3 separate regions of the Sus scrofa genome follow, and all the other regions are linked to region 2. The links are chromatin contacts, called in public HiChIP or PLAC-seq maps. All regions are on one chromosome and are shown on one strand. Each heading gives the region's core, a stretch centred on a gene start, on an enhancer-like site or on the middle of the called end of the contact. The rest is flanking DNA. Distances are from core to core; before and after follow the strand shown.

Region 1 (4,496 bases), core at 1,006-3,505, 230 kb after region 2:
TAATCTTACTGTCACTTGGGAATCTTCTTAAACCTGGAAACAAGATAGAGAAAATTAACCTTATTATAAGCTGTGCTTGAACACATTTGCGGGAACATAGATAACTCACAGGGAAATTGAGTGACCCTAGAACTCACAAAGGTAAACTAGTAAAATTAATATATAATCCCTATTTATAAAAGTCACCTTAACAAGGCAGAATATCTCCTATGACCAAAATCAGGAAGAGCAAGCCTCAGTAATAGTTCATTACTTATTAGACAGTATTCTTAAACCTAAAATTAGAACATGGCCTAAAATATTAACAGCATCCAGGGCATGGACTTGTTTGTATTTTCCGAACTTTCAACATGAACATGCATTACTTTTTTTGTTGTTGTTGTTGCTTTTTAGGGCTGCAGTCTAGGCATATGGAGGTTCCCACGCTAGGGGTGGAATCAGAGCTACAGCTGCTGGCCTACCCCACAGCCACAGCAATGTGGGATCTGAGCTGTGTCTTCAACCTACACCACAGTTCATGGCAAAGCCAGATCCCTGACCCACTGAGCAGGGCCAGGAATTGAACCCACATCCTCATGGATACTAGTCAGATTCATTTCTTCCACGCCACAATGGGAATTCCTGAACATGATTGCTTTTGTAATTGGAAAGAAATTATTTTACTGAAATTTTCATAAGGAAATCATCATATAAATATATAAACTTGTGCAAAGATATTTGCTGCAGCGTTGTCTGCAGTGTTGAAAAAGATACAGATTTCTATCAGTAGGAGAACAGTTCGCTAAATTGTGATAGCTCTATGCAATAAATATCATACAGCCAATACATTAAGTCTAGGAGTTCCTGTCCTGGTGCAGCGGAAATGAATCCGACTAGGAATCATGAGGTGGTGGGTTCAATCCCTGGCGTCGCTAGGTGGGTTAAGGATCTGGTGTTGCTGTGAGCTATGGTGTAGGTCAAAGATTCAGCTTGGATCTGGCGTTGTTGTGGCTGTAGCGTAGGCCAGCAGCTGCAGCTCTGATTGGACCCCTAGCCTGGGAAGCTCCTTATGCCATGGGTGCAGCCCTAAAAAGACAAAAAGCCAAAAAAAAAAAAAAAACCAAAAAAACCCAAAACAAAAATAAAAACAGGAGTTCCCGTCGTGGCGCAGTGGTTAACGAATCCGACTAGGAACCATGAGGTTGTGGGTTCGATCCCTGCCCTTGCTCGGTGGGTTAACGATCCGGCGTTGCCGTGAGCTGTAGTGTAGGTTGCAGACGCGGCTCGGATCCTGCGTTGCTGTGGCTCTGGCGTAGGCTGGTGGCTACAGCTCCGATTCGACCCCTAGCCTGGGAACCTCCATATGCCGCGGAAGCGGTCCAAGAAATAGCAAAAAGACAAGAAGACAAAAAAATAATAATAATAAATAAAAACAATAAATATCTATTAACATAGAAAAATTTCAGAGTTTCTGTCGCACAGCCGAAATGAATCCAGCTAGGAACCATGAGATTGCAAGTTCTATCCCTGCAATCAGTGGGTTAAGGATCTGGCACTGCCATGAGCTGTGGTGTAGGTTGTAGATGTGGCTCCGTTCCTGGGAGGCTGTGGCTGTGGTGTAGGCCAGCAATTGTAGCTCTGATTCGACCCCTAGCCTGGGAACCTCCATATGCTGTGGGTGCGGCCCTAAAAAGCAAAAACAAAACACAAAAACAAAGAAAAAACAGAAAATTTTCAAAGATGCACTATTATGTGAAACAAAGCGAGTTAAAAGACGTTTCTGATATGAGCCCATTTTTGCAACCAAAATGTAAGTGCAGAGAAATTTTTTTTTTTTTTTGTCTTTTTGCTATTTCTTGGGCCGCTCCCTCGGCATATGGAGGTTCCCAGGCTAGGGGTCGAATCAGAGCTGTTGCTGCCGGCCTGCACCACAGCCACAGCAACACCAGATCCGAGCTGAGTCTGTGACCCACACAACAGCTCACAGCATCACTGCATCGCTGGATCCTTAACCCACTGAGCAAGGCCAGGGATTGAACCCGAAGCCTCATGGTTCCTAGTTGGATTCATTTCCGCTGCGCCACGATGGGAACCTCAAAAAACCCTTAATTGTAATTGATGAATTGCTGGAGGCTCAGTATAGCAAGTCTGAGAGTTAAAAAATCCAAGGGGACCTCATCAAAGGGATCTTCAGAAACTCTACTAGATCCTGACAGTGAAGATTGTAGAAAAATCCCCTCATGTTTCCCTCAGGGGAAGGAGAAGTATAACCGTTTTGAAATACAGCAGAGCATTCTGTTCTTAGCAAATCTGCCCTCAAGAGAAACTATTTTGCCAGAGTCTAACATGCCAGAGTTTTAACGGGACCCAAACTGGAGGAAAAGGAAAAAACAATTCCAGCTCCCTCTAGGCATCCTGTCCCATCTAAGGTAGTGTAGGGTCAGGAAGACTGAGAAGCACTGGTGAAGTTCACGGTCCAGAGGCATAGGTTCTCCAAAAGACTGAGACCTATTTAATCATAGAACTATAAAATGTTTTCCCCTTCCTCCAGACCTCAGCAGCACACCCTTGAAGACCTCTTTTCCTTTCACATAGTATAGCACGTCCAGATTTCAATAAAAAATTACAAGCCTCACTAAAAGGCAGTAAATACAGCTTGAAGAGATGAACAAGCCTCAGAAGCAGAGTAAGATATGTAGGGATGTTGTAATTATCAGGCTGCAATTTAAATTAACTATGATTAATATGCTATGGATTTTGATGAAAAAGTAGGCAGCTTGCAAGAACAGATGGATAATGTAAGCAGAGAGAGGGGCATTCTAAGAAGGAATCAAAAAGAAATGCTGGAGATCAGAAACAAACAGAAATGAGGAATGCCTCTGCTGGCCTGATTAGTAGACTGAGGATGACTGAGCAAAAATCTCTGAGCTTGAGGATATGACAATAGAAACTTCCAGAACTGAAAAAGAGAAAAAAGACAAAAAAATAGAACAGAATACACACACACACACACACACACACACCACACACACACACACACACACACACACACAAGCAATAACTGCAGAACAACTAATAAAAAATGTAACATACATGTTAAGAGAGTACCAGGAGAAGAAAGAAAGCAACAGAAGCAACATTGGAAGCACTGACTACTGAGAATTTCCTCAAATTAATGTCAGACACCAAACCACAGAACCAGGAAACTCAAAGAACACCAAGCAGAAAAAATGCCAAAAACAACCTATATTTTTTGTGGCCATGAAAAACACCTTAACAAACCTGAAAGAACAGAAATCATCCAATGTCTGATCTCACACCATAATGGAATTAAACAATAAAAAAAAGTTAACTGGAAAATCCTAAAATACACGGAAATTAAACACCCTTGGAGTTCCCAGCATGGCTCAGTGGTAACGAATCTGACTTGTATCCATGAGGAAGCAGGTTCAGTCCCTGGCGTCACTCAGCGGGTTAAAGATCCGGTGTTGCCATGAACTGAGGTGTAGGTCACAGTCATGGCTCAGATCCTGAGTTGCTGTTTGTGGTGTAGGCCTAGCAGCTCTAGCTCCAATTCATCTCCTAGCCTGGGAACTTCCATATGTCATGGGTGTGGCCCTAAAAGACAAAGACAAAAAAAAAAAAAAAAAACAACTCTTGTAAATAATACATGGGTCAAGGAAGAACTCTTAGGAAAAATTTTTAAATATTCTGTATCAGGAGTTCCTGAGCTTTAATGAACCCGACTAATATCCATGAGGACACGTGTTTGATCCCTGGCCTTGCTCAGTAGGTAAGGATCTGCCGTTACCATGAGCTGTGGTGTAGGTCACAGAGGTGGCTCGAATCTGTCATTTCTGTGGCTGTGGTATAGGCCAGCAGCTACAGCTCTGATTCAACATCTAGCCTAGGAACTTTCATATTCTGCAGGTGCGGCCCTAAAAAGACACACACACACAAAATTTTTTTTGAATCAAATGAAAATGAAAATACAATTTATCAAAATTTGTAGGATGCAGCAAATGCAGTGCTTAGAGAGAAATGTAAGAATTGAATGTACATATTAGGAAAGAAGAAAATTAAATCAATAATCTGAGCTTCCACCTTGGAAAACTAAAAAAAAGAGGAACAAACTAAATACAAAATAAGCAGAAGAAAAGAAATAATAAAAATTAGAGTAGAAATCAAAAGGGAAAATCAACAAGCATATCTGGGCATCTTGCATTTTATCTGGGAACCATATTCATCCATAAACCAGGTATTGATGTTGTTTCAAATTACATATATAGTTAAGTACAAAGCTAAATGTGTAGGAATAATAATAGCAAATTCAGAATAGTGGTTTCTATGGCGCAAGAAAGAAAAATGCTATTGGTTAGGGGTACACATGGAAATTCACTCTTATGTGTCTTTGTATTATATATTTGTAATTTTTGCTTTTTGGGTTTTTCCTTTCCCTTCTTTTTTAGATAGCATGTTTTATTTCTTAAACTTAGAGCTGTATATGCAGACTTTTT
Region 2 (4,671 bases), core at 2,067-4,566:
GTCGCCGCGGCAAGTGCCAGAAGGAGGCCAAACGGAGCAGCGCGGACAAGGGTGTGGCCCTCAGCCTGGATGACGTCAAAAGACACGTGAGGGAGCGAGAGCCCGGCGCCCCGCGGCCCCACCCCTTCCCCCACCACCCCGGGACCCCCCCCAGGACCACCCCCCAACCCCCCCCAGGACCACCCCCCTTGCCATCCTTTCTCCCTTGCCTCCCCCTCGCCCCAGCGCCACCTGTGGCCCTCCTAACCAGTCCCTGTCCTGTGCCATCCCCCAGAACCCATGTGAGAGCCTCCGGGGCCATCCTGCTGGGATGACGTACGCTGCCAACATCCTACCTCACCATCCGGCCCGAGGCACTTTTGAGGACTTTACCTGCTGAGCCCCGCAGGCCACTGTACCAAAGGCCTAGATGGGGAGGGCTAGGAGCGCAAGGGGGCCCCCAGTTCCCCCCAACATCTGCCCTGGGGACTCACTCCCCCCTCCCAAGGCAGCCCCCACTCCTGGGCGGTCCTCTCCTCTTGTCTGTGGTGAGGAAGGAGTCTTGACCATAGAGTCCTCTCCCTGCCTCTATCCCATTCTTTTTCTTTTTTTCTTTTCTTTAAAAAAAACAAAACAAAACAAAAAACAAAACTAATCTAAAACAGAAACTAAAAAGAGAGAATGGGGCCAGTGACCTCAGATTGCCCCTCTCTGCTCCATGCTGCCTCCCAACAGCTCCCAGCCTGAATTCCGTCTGTCCGGCTGTCTGCCATCTGAGTGTCCACCCACATTCTGCTGCCACCAGTCACCAAAGCCCCCTCCCAGTGGGGGGTGGAGGGGATCCTCGGGGCCTGCAATTTGGCCCCAAACCAGAGAATGTACCTTGAAGGGGAGGGCTAGTAGGGGGGGCTTCCCCAGCCTTAAGAGACCCTCTCAGCCCAGTGACCCCCCCCCAACCCCAAGTCTCCAGGCAGGAACCCTCCATTGTATCTGTCCCCACACCGCCACCTCACACAGTGTGACGTCTCCAGGGAGGTGGAGGTGGGGGAATCTCCAGAAGTGGAGCTGGGGACATGATGTGGCCCTGGTGCTGTAGGCCACATCCTGATACCTACAGGTTCATGTCCACCCAGAGCTGCTGGAGAGAAATCCCAAGAGGCAGCCCTCCTCCACCATCCCATAAAAGATCCAGCTGGTTGGTGTCCAGCTCAGGGAGAGGGGCACTGGTGCCTAACCTCACTGGTCCCTCTCCCGGGGCCCCTGCAGAGGGCCACATCCATAAATTTTCTTATGGAACTCTCCCAAGTCCTCTTCCGAAACTTCATTTGCTTCTCTCAACACCTTCATCTGCATTTTCTATTTCTATATGATACAGACTCTATATTGCTATATCTCTGTATATACTTTCCCTTGACTCCGTCTCTACTCCATCCCCTCTTGTCTCTAAGAACCACCCTCCCACGCCAGGCTCCCCTTTCTGTGTTTCCACCCCGTCCCTGGTCTCTGAATGCCTTCGCCTGTATAAAGAGTTGGACTCTCCCCTGGTGTCTGTACTGTGTACACACATCCCTCTAAGAAGCACAAGGAGACGACACGCGCATTGTAACCTTCGCACTGTCTCGGTGGTGACATAAAGGAAGCTGTGAATTACAAGCTCTGCCTCTTTCTGGCCTCACCCTCTCCCCCTAACCTGGGCACCCTCTGCCCTCCCTGCAGCCTTAACATTCCCTCCCTTGCTCCACCCACCCCAGTGTCCTTTGCCTGGCTGACTGTGACCTCTCCAGGGAAGGGGGTTGCTACTGAGAGAGCCCCCTCCCATGGGATGGAGATCTCTTCCGCACAATACGTCAAGGGGTGGCAAAGACAGAGGGAGCTGAGGGTTGGGGACCCCTGCAGCTGAAGCAGCAGGGTGCTGACAGGTGGCAGCTGAGGTCTTTAGTCAGTGGCCTTTCCCTCCTGGCTGCCCAGGCCCCTTTGCTCACCTAATACCCAAGCCCACCACTTATATTTTCTGGTAAGGTATGGTTTGGTAGCGGGAGGAAAGAGACAGGCCTAGAGGGGAAGTTAAAACTCTGCCGTTCTGTCCCTCCCTTCCTACTTTAATGAGAAACCTGTGAGGCCAAGGACCTGCCGTGCCTCCTCCACCAGGCGCTCCCCTCAGGCCAGAGCGCTGCCTCTTCCCAGGCCTTCTCTGCCCAGCTGTCTCTCAGTCTCCACCCCCAGAACAAGACCTGTGGCAGGTCACCTGTGCATTGACCTGGAGCTGCAGGGTGAGGCTGTAGGATCTTTGGGAACTCTGGGTTCCTGGGAACTCCTAGGAGATCAGACCTCTCCAGAGGGAAGCAGGAGCAAGGCCAAAGGGTGTGCACCAGATGGGGAACAGCAGGCAGGGCTATGGGTGACGCATGTCTCTGGTCTAATAAACTGGGTTTCAACCATCTCCTCTTCAGTGTCGTTCTTCTCTTATTTGAATAGTATGTAGGACTTCCTACTAAGAGCTGACCTTGGATTGGGGCCAATCAGGGGAGGAGTAAGGGAGCCAGAGCAGGGATACGCTGGTCCTGGGATGGGACAAGCTGACCATCACACCAGAAATGGTTTGAACCACTGGGCAGGGAAAGAGGAAGAGATCAAAGGTTAACAAAGATCCCAAAGAGAAATCCTAGTACAAAGGAGGCTTTGGAGACGGCGTGGGGTCAAACTTCAAAATATACTTAAAATCTGGAAGCAGGTTAGGTTAAAGGTCAGGGGAAAGGCTGGGTTGAAGTTCTAGCATTAGGTAGTTATTGAGGCACTTTATCTGTGGCATGAGCCCTGGGCTATGAGCCAGACCTGGATTCTAAGCCTTGGCTTTCGCGTTAACTTGCTGGTTGACTACACCGAGTCATTTCCTCTCGAGTTCACCTCTCCTGTTTGCAAAATGGAAAGGTGCGTCCTCCTCTTCGGCTCCTGGGCTTAGAGCCGGAGGAGAAGGAAAAGAAACACGCGCTTTGGAAAGTTAAAACGCCCTGCGCCCAGATGAAGCAGTTACTCCATCACCCTCTTCATCAGAGCTTTGGGACGGTGCTGTGGTCCCCCTTTCCAGGTCCTTGTCTTCCTCCCGCCGGCCTGGGGGCGCCCGCTCACGGGCCTCTCTATCCCAGAGCTCTTCTCGATGGTGTTCCCTGCCGGACCGCGAAGGCTGGAGGGAGTGGTCAGCACGCTTTTTCCGCTCGTCGCCCCCCTCTAGCCCACAGTCTCGCTGCCCTGGGCCTCCCGTGCCGGCGGGCCGGCCGGGCGGACAGGCGGGCGCGCTGGGGGCGCGCGGGGGCGGGGGGAGTTCCGGTTCCGGTTCTTTGTGCAGCTGCAGCAGCGGCTCCGGGAAAGATGGCGGCCCGGGCGGGTTTCCAGTCTGTGGCTCCGAGTGGCGGCGCCGGAGCTTCAGGCGGGGCGGGCGCGGCGGCTGCCCTGGGCCCGGGCGGGACTCCGGGGCCTCCGGTGCGAATGGGCCCGGCGCCGGGTCAAGGGCTGTACCGCTCCCCGATGCCCGGAGCGGCCTATCCGGTGAGTGGGGCAGGAGGAGGGGCGCGCGGGCCGGGGGCGGGGCCGAGCGGGGGCCTGGGAGTGACGGGGTGGGGGGAGGAGTAGGAGGGACTCCCCTGGGAGGGATTCGGTTCGCGAGGGAGGGTCGGGGGAGGCAGTGCGCGGAAGGGAGGGGAGGCGGTTAGCATCCCCACCAGCTCGTAGGGGCATTGTTTCCTTGGGGAGTCGGGGTGTAGAACCAGGGTGAACGAAGCGGGGCCAAGGGTGGGCTTGTGAGAGTTGGAGTGCAAAAAGGCTTAGGCAGCTCCAGTGCCCAGAGGAGCACAGAAGGTGTACCTGGCAAATTGAGGTCAGCTTTTGAGGAGATGGTAGCTGGCTGTGCTGTCTGAGTACTGGGAGCAGAGGAGATGTCCAATGGCAGATACAAACTAGACTGGGGAGAATTTGAGTATAATCTGCTCTCTTAGCTTTGGGCTGGAGTCCCCTGTGGGATCACAAGTGGAGCAGAGGAAGCTCCAGTGATCTATATTTCAAAGAGGTAGAGGGGTCTTCTCCCACCCCCCATGCCCCCAGCCTGGTTCGATTCAGAGAACTCAGGCTTCCCCCACTTTCCCTTTCCTGGTGGGGTTTGCAAGGGAAGCCATGACATCTCTGGGTCCTCTCCCCTCTGTAGAGACCAGGTATGCTACCAGGCAGCCGAATGACACCTCAGGGACCTTCCATGGGACCCCCTGGCTATGGGGGGAACCCTTCAGTCCGACCTGGCCTGGCCCAGTCAGGGATGGACCAGTCCCGCAAGAGACCTGCACCTCAGCAGATCCAGCAGGTCCAGCAACAGGCGGTCCAAAATCGGAACCACAAGTAAGATGACCCCAGGGTGGAGAGCGGGAGGGCGGACACAGGTGGTGGGAGTACCTCAAGCAAGAAGTGACGACGCTGTGTCAGCAGACAGTGGAGACTGTTTCGTGTTTGGTGGGGGTGGGGGGTGTCTTTGATTTGAGAGAAGCTTTGCGGTTCTTTCTCTTGACTATAAATGGAGGTGCTGACAGCCTGTCTTCATGTTCTGGCTAGTTCCATCCCAACCTGATAACAGTATTTATTCCAAACAGTGCAAAGAAAAAGAAGATGGCTGACAAAATTCTACCTCAAAGGGTGAGTCCAGGCTGTATA
Region 3 (4,695 bases), core at 1,704-4,203, 180 kb after region 2:
ATGAAACAACCATCATCTGTATTATTAACTCAAAATCTCTATTCAAAAAATAAAAAATATAGGGGAGTTCCCGTCGTGGTGCAGCGGAAATGAATCCGATGAGGAACCATGAGGTTGTGGGTTCAATCCCTGGCCTTGCTCAGTGGGTTAAGGATCCAGTGTTGCCGTGAGCTACGATGTAGGTCGCAGACTCGGCTTGGATGTGGTGTTGCTGTGGCTCTGGCGTAAGTTGGCACCTACAGCTCTGATTGGACCCCTAGCCTGGGAACCTCCATATGCCGTGGGTGCAGCCCTAAAAAGACAAAATATATATATATAAGCATGTAGAAAGGACAGTGTCTCGCTCATCCTCTGTATACTAGAACCCTGGTGCACAGTAGGTATGATGAGCACTCAAGACTACCACAGACTTCAGATCATTAAAACTCTGCAAAGAATCTTCAAGCATGTCTGACTTTCTCCACCCTGCTCCCCAAAAAGAAAGAAAAGAAAAGAAAAAGGAAGAAAGCAATAAAGAAAAAAAAAACATTCTGAGGGTACCTTAGGAAGCATTTAAGTATCCTCTATCATCAAGATATGCTGTTAATAGAACTGTTTTCACTTCTGAAGCTTTCTCTTCTTAGAATTATTAGAGGGTTAAAATTTGGCCCACCTTTACCAGAATCTGGAACAAAACCTGAATGTACAAAGTTAAACAAAGTGATACAGTAGAGCAATTTTTACAAAATGACCCTGCTTTGCCAGTGTTGCCAATACACTATTCTCTTCCCCAGAGGTTCTAGAGTTCAGGGACTACATGATAACAACACTTCCAGGCCCAATACAGAACTGAGAAAATAGCTCTGCCAATTTATTTGCTAAACTGCACAGGATTAATAAATCCTAATCCCATTATCAAAAGGCCATAGTATTGGCAGAACACAAGGCAAAGAATGTTAAGTGATGCAAATACATGGTCTGAAGACAATCACTCACTACTGCTCAAAGGTTTTTGCTGTTGTTGATTTTATTTTGTTTTTAAGGAAAAGAAGAGGGATTTTTTTTTTTTAAAACTGTGTTCTCTGCTCCTACAGCACTCTGGGTTGATGTCTAGCACAGCACTGACATCATTAATACTCTAAGTGTATCTATTGACCTCCCTAACCCATTTGACTTTAAGCTCTTTCATAGTAAGAACATTTAGAACATTGAATCCACAAGACTGACATTACAAGAGGCACTGAATATTTTCTCCAAAAAATGAAATAAGTCCCCCCCCCCCGCCACCTTTTTCGGTCTTTTTAGGGCAGCACCCAGGGCATATGGAGGTTCCCAGGCTAGGGATCCAATCGGAGCTGTAGCTACTGCAACCTACACCACAGCTCACGGCAAGGCTGGATCCTTAATCCACTGAGCGAGTCCAGGGATCAAACCTGCATCCTCATGGATGCTAGTCAGATTCGTTTCCGCTGAGCCACGATGGGAACTCCTGAAATAAGTTCTTAAAGTGATTATCTAGCACCATGCTATGTGTTGTTCTGCCAATGGAAAACAAGAAATATATATATGCATACACATATTTTTGAAGGTCTACCTAAAATATGTCATCCTTCATCTAGGTTGAACCTCCACAGGAACTGAGGAAATGCTTGTTGAGGGTCATTTTCCTTTTGTCTACATCAGGGCTCAGAAGAAAGCATTATTTCATGGATCCTAAAATACTTATTATTTGTGAATAGTATTAGTAACTATGCAGAAGAAAAGTATTCCATTTAGCCACTTAAATCAAGAGCAAAAGAAAGAATGCCTAACGCAAAAAAAAAAAAAAAAAAGACTCCTCCCCTTACAAAAGGTCACTGTCTAAAAGACTGATAACTCCCTAAGCACTTTTAACTAACTTGAAAAGTCAAGTCAATAGAACCATCTGGATTATGCAGACTTTCAAAAGCTGGAATTAGGTGAAAGACAATAGTACTTCAAATATCTCTCACCAGGGTCCTAAGCACCAGTAAGGAGGTAAGGAAGTGTGCCAGATGGTTAGCCCCTAGCACCTACAACTTTAGGCTTAGTAGGTGTAGCCAGAGGTGTACAATTACCTTATATTAACACCCACGTATTGACAGGTGCCAGAGATATATACATGATAGCGATTCTGGGGTGACATATCCAGCTGCAAGACTGCTATACTCTCAACATACCTCAAAAAGGTGTAAGTTTCTTACAGAGTCCAACTGGCAGAATGGAAGGGGAGAAAAATCGAAGAGGGAGAGAATGGCTGAAAATGAAGAATAGAAAAGAAAGGCTGAATTATTAGAATATTTCCCTGAGAGACTGTTTTGTATTATTGATGAGCTGCCACCTTCCTCTACCACACCAAAAAAGTATATAGTTAGAAGTGTTCCTGATGGAAGCGGGGCGGGGCGGGGCGGGGTGGGGGTGGGGGGGTCCTATGAGCTCCTGTCTTCAAGCAGCAAAGCCTCAGATCTACTTAATTACTCCCAACCCCTCAGCGTACTACCCTGAAGAGAGGAAAGGACCAGCAGCTCCTCCACTCTCTTTCTTGAGGGGGAGGGGTTCACGCTCCTTGTGTTCCCCCCACCCCAGAAGTCGCGGGAGAAAGAGGGTGTGGAGGGAACCCGGGTCTCTGCGCACTCTCCGGCTGTGGAGGATGTGGCGAGGGAAGACTCTTACCTGGCTAAAAGCGGTCTTTTCTCCGAGCTGCTACCAGCCCTGCCACGGGTCCCTGGCGCTCTGCCTCGCGCACCTGTCGCGACCTAGCCGCAGCACCTACAGCTCCCTGCGGCCCCGCCCCGGTCCGGCTCAGAGCCCCGCCCCGACCCCGCCCACCGCCGCGGGGGCGCGCCCGTCAGCCCGCCTCCCTGCGGCCTAGGGGCGAGCGTGCGCGCTCCGCCGGCTGCGTGTCTTGCCTTCGCGGCTGCTCGCGTCGCCCCGCGCGCCGGCGTTCTGAGGGGCGTGGCTGCTTTTCCGGGGCTCGCGCTGGAATTTCTCTGAGGCATCCGCGCTGTTTTATGGCCTAGGGCTCTGGGCCTTTGTACTTTGGCTTGAGCAGTGACTCAGAGTTACCGCAGTTTGACTCAAGAGCGGCTAGGAAGTTTTTCCTAGGTTCAAGTATAGGCCAGTCCCCAGCCAGGTTCCTGGTGCTTTCGGGGTAAGTTCTGTGCAGGGAGGGTGTTTTAGAGGAGGCCTTTTGGTGTGGTGTAAAGAACTATAAATTAATCCTAACTCGACCCGCTTGACGTTCAAGTCGCTTCGCCTCCCTAGAGCTGAGTTTCTTCATGTAAAGGAAGGGATTGGACAAGGGCAGATCTGCAAGTTCTCCAGCATCTCTAACCTTATTTCTTCACTAAGAGCAGTGCTCAAAGGCTTTAGAGTCAAGAGGCCTAGCACTTGGCCATCCTGCCCCCAAATTTCCCCCTGGTACGTGCAGTTGCATCAGTGCCCTTTGATAGTGTCTTTTCCTTCTGCACCTCAAGTGTGGTATGGTTTTAAACCACAAGTTTTCTGAAGCTTTTCGAATTCATGTAGGTTGATAAGTACTATAAGGGGATGGTGGTGGTAAATGGCTGTATTTACACTTCCTAAAGCAATTAGGGAAGGGGTTTTTTTCTTAGGGCCACACACGGAATATGGAGGTTCTGAGGCTAGGTGTCACATCGAGCTGCAGCTGTGGGCCTAGCCACAGCCACAACAACTTGGGATACAAGCCGCATCTGCGACCTACAACACAGCCCACGGCAATGCTAGATCTTTAACCCAGAGAGCGAGGCCAGTGATCTAACCTGCATCCTCATGGATACTAGTCAGATTCCTTTCCACTGAGCTACAATGGGAACTCCTTAAGAAAGATTTCTAATAAGAAATTTCCAGCGACAGATGATGGGTAGTCCAGTTGTTTCCTTATTCTTTCAGATATCCAGCCCAGACTGATTCCGGATAGGAATCAAGCATCAAGACTCTTCAATTCCCATGCTGCCTGCCAGTTTTGTTAGAGAGCCCTAGCAAATATATACGGTGGTATGTGGAGTTCCTTTAATATATACCTCCCCTTTTTAAAAATCAAGTCAATAAAGGCCTTTATTCTCCACAAAGAATTTTAGACCTAGATTTAGATCTTTACTCAGCCACTTACTAGCTAAGCAAACTACTGTTTGCTCTTCCGGAGCCTCCCTTAGCGCCCTTTGAAAATAAGAGCTAGTAGTACACCATAGTTGGTTTACAAGTTTGTGAGGTGGATTGCTACATTTAGGAGGATTCTATGAGCCAGTTATTGAGCATAAACACTATTAAAAATTGCATAGGAGTACCTGTCATGACTCAGCACATTAAGAGCCTGACTAGTGTCCATGAAGATGCGGGTTCAATCTCTGGCCTCACTCAGTGGGTTAAAGGTCCGGGCTTACCATGAGCTCGTGTAGGTCGCAGATGCAGCTCAGATCTGGAGTTGCTGTGGCTGCAGCTGGCCTGGCAGCTGCAGCTCCAATTCGACATCTAGCCTGGGAACTTCCATATGCAGCAGGTGCAGCCCTAAAAGGCAAAAAAAAAAAAAAAAAAGGAAAGAAAGAAAACAATTACATATTTTAAAGGAGTTCCTATGTGACTCTGCAGGTTAAAGATCCAGCATTGTCGCTGCACCGGTTCAGATTGCTGGCTGTGGCACAGGTTTAATCCCTGGCCCAGGAACTTTCGTATGCAGTG

What was found. HiChIP or PLAC-seq counts read pairs in DNA pulled down with a chosen protein or histone mark.
Region 1: an H3K27ac HiChIP or PLAC-seq map of alveolar macrophages shows a contact between it and region 2. The contact joins the enhancer-like site here to the promoter of SMARCD1 in region 2. A contact is called at or near these places in 2 of 5 promoter capture datasets (fetal liver and liver), 16 of 47 Hi-C or Micro-C datasets (embryonic fibroblasts, epiblast stem cells, fetal liver and 9 more) and 2 of 2 datasets of contacts at active chromatin or transcription factors (alveolar macrophages and skeletal muscle).
Region 3: a contact with region 2 is called in an H3K27ac HiChIP or PLAC-seq map of alveolar macrophages. The contact joins the promoter of LARP4 here to the promoter of SMARCD1 in region 2. A contact is called at or near these places in 2 of 5 promoter capture datasets (fetal liver and liver), 1 of 47 Hi-C or Micro-C datasets (liver) and 2 of 2 datasets of contacts at active chromatin or transcription factors (alveolar macrophages and skeletal muscle).

The regions. Positions count from the first base shown.
Region 1 is chr5:16,217,931-16,222,426 of Sscrofa11.1, forward strand. All of the region lies in intron 2 of LARP4 (la-related protein 4), which reads left to right. Among named protein-coding and RNA genes, the nearest start is that of LARP4, 43 kb to the left of the region's middle. Within about 2 kb of position 2,256, at least 2 of the 83 cell types and tissues checked have an H3K27ac peak or open chromatin away from gene starts, as enhancers often do. A contact at or near this core is called in alveolar macrophages, where this site is marked.
Region 2 is chr5:15,989,462-15,994,132 of Sscrofa11.1, forward strand. SMARCD1 (SWI/SNF related, matrix associated, actin dependent regulator of chromatin, subfamily d, member 1) reads left to right here and starts at 3,317. Exons shown (of 13, transcript NM_001244613.1): 1 at 3,317-3,522; 2 at 4,175-4,362; 3 at 4,611-4,653. The coding sequence starts at 3,346. ASIC1 (acid-sensing ion channel 1) reads left to right here. Exons shown (of 12, transcript XM_021091640.1): 11 at 1-86; 12 at 275-1,830. The coding sequence ends at 379.
Region 3 is chr5:16,174,296-16,178,990 of Sscrofa11.1, forward strand. LARP4 (la-related protein 4) reads left to right here and starts at 2,954. Exons shown (of 16, transcript XM_021091648.1): 1 at 2,954-3,148. LIMA1 (LIM domain and actin binding 1) reads right to left here and starts at 2,747. Exons shown (of 11, transcript NM_001114676.1): 1 at 2,671-2,747.